Linked DNA regions of Hordeum vulgare: region 2 is linked to region 1. The links are chromatin contacts, called in public Hi-C maps. All regions are on one chromosome and are shown on one strand. Each heading gives the region's core, a stretch centred on a gene start, on an enhancer-like site or on the middle of the called end of the contact. The rest is flanking DNA. Distances are from core to core; before and after follow the strand shown.

What was found. Hi-C and Micro-C count contacts between places; a contact is called where the count stands out from the background.
Region 2: a Hi-C map of leaf shows a contact between it and region 1, with 6 times the contacts expected there. The contact joins the enhancer-like site here to the promoter of LOC123407122 in region 1. A contact is called at or near these places in 3 of 6 Hi-C or Micro-C datasets (leaf and seedling) and 1 of 1 datasets of contacts at active chromatin or transcription factors (embryo).

Annotation. Positions count from the first base shown.
Region 1 is chr7H:342,310,364-342,313,075 of MorexV3_pseudomolecules_assembly, reverse strand. It overlaps LOC123407122 (glucose-1-phosphate adenylyltransferase small subunit, chloroplastic/amyloplastic), which reads left to right and starts at 1,349. Exons shown (of 9, transcript XM_045100178.1): 1 at 1,349-1,535. The coding sequence starts at 1,350.
Region 2 is chr7H:343,074,381-343,077,142 of MorexV3_pseudomolecules_assembly, reverse strand. LOC123412061 (F-box/kelch-repeat protein At1g51550) reads left to right here. Exons shown (of 3, transcript XM_045105015.1): 2 at 135-1,110; 3 at 1,267-1,579. The coding sequence ends at 1,105. Among protein-coding and RNA genes, the nearest start is that of LOC123412061, 6.9 kb to the left of the region's middle. Within about 2 kb of position 1,397, at least 1 of the 3 cell types and tissues checked has open chromatin away from gene starts, as enhancers often do. A contact at or near this core is called in leaf, where this site is marked.

The DNA.
Region 1 (2,712 bases), core at 100-2,599:
GGAGGGTGATGGGCCAGGAGAGCCCATCTGGCCTTCTCTCTCTCTCACTCTCAAACAAGTTCTAATTAAAATCAAAACAGAATTGAATTAAAAGCCAGGGGCTAGGGAAAGGAGTTAAAAAAATTGGGCATCTAAAATGTTCCCCCCATTTACAAAAATAGGCGTGGCATTTTAGAGTAAAGAAAAATAAATTGGTTTATTTGAAATTGGCTCTGTTTTAAAATAAAAACAAAGGGAAAATAAAACCCAGAAGAGAGTGTTGCCACCCGCAAATATTAAAAGGATTTTCCAGAGAAGATGAACATTTTTAATGGGCCAAAACAAAAACTTTAAAACAACCACAATAAATTGAAAAGAGAGGGAAGGGTTTTATGGTCATGGTGCAACAAGGGTTTTGAAGTGGCTCTTGTTGCACCCACACTCATCACACAATCAACACAAAGCCACACTCACAAGGCACTCCACTTTCAATCACCAAAGGTGCAACACAAACAACAAGACAAGACAAAGGATGATGCCATGCATGATGTCTAATGCACATGGATGAAGACACAATGATGGGCTCACACCACGTATAATACCATATCAAGGTTGACATGCAAGGAAAGATTACAAGGAAGGGGAAGAATAGCATAGGGGCTGTCACAAACTATTAGTCCTAGAGATAATGTATGTTGTCATGAATTATCAAAACTTTCAAGGGAGCACATGTGCTTTCACATGTAGCCTCCATCATCGAGGGAGGCCATGGATCACTAGACAATCATAACTTAGGAGACACCAAAATAGTGCCTTCAATGGTGAGTCTCATTCTACGGCTTCCAATGGGCATGCCTTGTGGAGGGAGGAATTGTAATGCATGTGAATGAGGTTGTTGCGAGGTGTGTGTTTTGGAAGTACCTTAAGCACGTCGGTAGTCACTAACGAAAAGTAGCCTTTTTGTTTTTTGTTGTGGGTCAGCTGGATCCTTCGAGAGTTGTAAGCTTCTATGCAGCATGGCATCTTTGTCATTTCTTCCATAAAAGTTGTACACCATTCTTGGGCATGTTCTGGAAATAAGAGAGCTATGTATGATTTTTGTATGGCTAAACTCGATGCCAATAAAGCGAAGAGCATATCTAGAACACATTTTTTTTCCAGTTCAACTAATTTCGTCGCACAAAACTATCCATATATGTTTTTTGTGTGTGAATAAACTTGTTGCCAATAAAGCGAAGAGCATATGTAGTACGCCAAAAACTTTACAGCTTGTCACATGCGAACTAATTTCGTCGCACATGGATATTCATGTGCTCTTTTTTGTACGTGCATATACTTCCTTCGCCTATAAATAAAAGAAGAGTTTCCTTATGACTTCAAAAGTGAACTCACACATCACTCAATATCTATATCCTTCCATTTTATATCCCTCGGTGATGGATGTACCTTTGGCATCTAAAGTTCCCTTGCCCTCCCCTTCCAAGCATGAACAATGCAACGTTTATAGTCATAAGAGCTCATCGAAGCATGCAGATCTCAATCCCCATGCTATTGATGTAAGTGGTGCTATCTTAACTATGATTTTCGTTTTCTGTTCCATCTTTGAGTATCATATGGAGTAATATTATTTTTAGGAAGTCTTAGGAAAGGCTTCTTTGGGGCAGCTTCAAGCATAATTAAAAGACACTCCAGAGCCACATCATCACATGCATGCATATACAACACAACACAACACATGAAGTGAGCGATATCTTTTTAGTTTTTCGAACTCCAATTTTTTTCTCTTCAATAAAAAATACGATTAAAAATCCATTCTCATCATTAAATCTGCTTCCACCAGATTTTTAAAACTACATCGCATATTGATAAGTTTCAACGACATTTTTTGGGCCAAAAGTTATCATGATGCTTATCCTCAAGTTAACATAGTTTTTACACTAAAGTTGTCATGATATGTTTTATATATAATTTTCTCAAGATTTTAAAGCTACCATGGAACATGACAAATTTAAGTAATTCACCATGACAATTTTAATTTATGGTTCACGTCAAAATTAAGTCATTGACTATGCATTTTTAAAGTAATTTAACGACATATTTTGTTTTAGTTATGAACCGTGCCAAAAATATTTCATGGATCATGGCAATTTTTCATAATTCACCATGATAAGTTTTAGTTTCTTATTTTTTTATAACATGACAAAATTACTTTAAATGTAGAAGAAAAAATTGTTAAAATATATCATGATAACTTTAGCGTAAAAACAATTTATGTGCAACAAACATGACAGCTTTTAACCCCAAAAAGCCATTGAAACATATGAAATCTAGTTTCAGAAATCTCGTTGTGACGAATTTAATGATGAAAATATGTTTTCAATCGGATTTTTAATTTAAAAGATAAATCATTTTAAAAGCTAAATTTTTTAAAAAAATATTGCCATCATTAGTTTCATCATTTATGCATACATGCGATGATATAGTGTGATGTGTGCGGATGAATTCGTTCGGTCGATGGTCTCCCCGATTGAACGTGTGAACGCTATCAGAGTCTTTATCTTCCACTGTTCTATCTTATATATTACGTTCTTTTTAAAATTATTGTCTTAAATTTATCTAGCTACAAATATATCTAACCTTAAAACACGATTAGATACATCCGTTAGATAAATCCATGATAATTTTTTTAAGACGGAGAGTATGTGCTATGCCTGTCAAGCAGAAAAATCTGAA
Region 2 (2,762 bases), core at 148-2,647, 760 kb before region 1:
TGGTTTCCGTTGGTTATAGTGTGTGCATTGGCTTGGATACAGACCAAAAAGCGTGGGCAAAAGTAACAGGTTATGTTTGTTCCGATTTATCCCAATCTTGTATGCTTTCTGATATTTTCTTTTGCTCTAGTTAGGTCGTCATCTTGATGATATCTGGGCGACATATGTTGGAAATGGAGCCGGAACTGGATCGTCCAATGTACTTAGCTGGCAGCAATTGGCCTCTGGCACTCCAAGTGGTCGTTTTGGTCATTCATGTGTTCTCGTTGGTGATGCACTAGTCCTGTTTGGCGGGATTAATGACCGTGGGCTTCGTTTGAATGACACATGGATAGGCGAAATAATTTGCGAAGAACCTGGCAGGATGATGATCTCATGGAGACTGCTTCAGATAGGCCCCCTGGCACCATCTCCTCGCGGGGCCCATGCAGCCTGCTGCATAGATGATAAGTTAATTGTGATTCACGGTGGGATAGGGGTGCATGGAAGCCGGCTTGGTGATACATGGCTTCTTGATTTCTCCGATGGACTTCGATCTGGCAGTTGGCGCCAAATGGGGGACACTGGACCTTTGCCTTCAGCTCGTTCTGGCCACACCTTAACTTGGATTGGTGATAGGCGCATGGTTCTTTTTGGTGGTAGAGGATCAGAATATGAGGTGCTTAGTGATGTCTGGCTGTTTGATATTGGTGATCATTTCCTGCAATGGAAAGAGCAAAAGTACAATTTGTCTAGTATTCTTGGTGAATTGCCTTCTCCCCGGGCTGGGCATTCAGCAACATTTCTCTTTGGTGGCAAGATCCTTGTATATGGTGGGGAAGACAAAGAAAGACGGCGGATGGATGATTTCTGGATCTTAGATATACCAGCATTACTTCAGTTTGAGTCAGGTACCAGGAAAATGGCAAAGAGGATGTGGAAAAGACTAAGGATTGATGGTCAATCCCCAAATTGCCGGTCCTTCCATGGGGCATGTGTAGATACTTCTGGTTACCGTGTGTATGTTTTTGGTGGAATGGTTGATGCACTTATGCATCCTGCAGAATCCTTGGGTTTGAGGTTTGATGGGCAGCTGTATCAAGTGGAGCTTGTGCTGCATCTCTAGAACCTGTATGATGTTTTCCTATGAATATTTTCCTAGAGATAACTGTTTAGATCTAGGAATGCAGTATTGTGTAGTTTTTCTAGTCACAACACTTGGATAGTAAATTGAAGATCTCGCTCACAATATTTAGATGATCAAGATCTCAATATTGTTAATTTCAGCTGCCAGAATGGACATTGTGATGATGCTGAAAAATGGTTCTTCACTGTCAAGTGCGCATGGGTGCAAGACCTGTCACTGATATCTGAAAGCAACGGTGATGTGGAGTGGGTTTGTCCACGTATGTGTTGAGATGTATATCCTTTCTCAAATTCGTATATTAGCAAAGAATGTCTGTCAATATCATCCGAGTAAAGATTGCTATTCCCTCCGATCCGTATTACTTGTGATGACTTCATTATCGCTGTGAAAAGAAGGATTTGATTATCATAAATGATAAACTAGAATGACATAATTGATGATTATTATGCACCATCTGGGGCTTGCTGTTGAGCTTTTCATCCCAGTCAGAAATGCAGCGATTCAACTGCCACACGTGGGGATCATGTTGTGTTGAACTGAGCTCATTATGGTGTCTTGGTCACCCTAATCATGCTAAACGAATCTACTGGGAATAGTTCTGAATCTAGAATATGTCAGTTATTTTTCTTTAGTTGAAGATTGACAGTCCCTTTGTTTTCAGTATTGTTGCTTTCAAATAAAATATACCTTTTTTTTCAATTAGAACATGCATCCATGTAATTCGTTCACACTAAATATTTGAATTCCGCAATTGCAGCTCTGACCGATGTATTTATTCCATATTCAACTTGATCAATTGAAATTTCAGAACATGGAAATTCCTCACCTTTGATTTGGTAGATCAAAAGGTTCATATTATCAACTTGGTACATCATTTTTTTACATAATGCAAATACAGATAATTTACTTCGACGCAAATGGGTGAGAAAACCACAAAGACGCACTACTTTTATTAGTCAAAACTTGTTGCTGACACGTCATTTTCCACTGTGGTCGCTGGTTGGCAGCAGCGATAGCGAGTGATGATGCTGCAACCTACAGCACCATGTTCTGTTCAGAGGTGCAACTTGTGCAAGCACCTTTTTTTAACCTCTGACCTAATAATGTTCTGGTGCATTTTGATCTTGTCCTTTTGAGGATATCTGGCTGCTCGATGAGAAGGCCTTGCTCTGCCGGAGCCAACGATGATACGCGGCGTCTGCTCTTCTCTCTCGAACTCCAGGGAAAATACTTGTTCCAGGCCTTTATGAAATGGATGATGGTGGATCATCTTGTGTCGTGGTCCTTCTTGAAGGCATCGTCCTGGTGTCCTAAAGTTGTCTTGTTTTGCAGGTTCTATCGCTGCTTGCTTCGAGGATGGCGGGGCAGCGCTCGTGGATGAGTGTGATGTGGTATCTTGGTTGGCGATGATGATGACTTCGAGCAAATCCCCAGTATAATATCCCGGCGTAGCAATTAGGTTGGAGGAGAAACATGACACGGACTCAGGTTACAACCCTCGAGAAGAGGTAATACCCTCTTGCCCTAGTATATTGTGATTGGGGTGTACAAAGTACATGTATGAACCAAGGGATTCTAAACTGCCTATCGACTATCTCGAACCTTAGCTTATATAGCATATCGGGGACCATAAGGT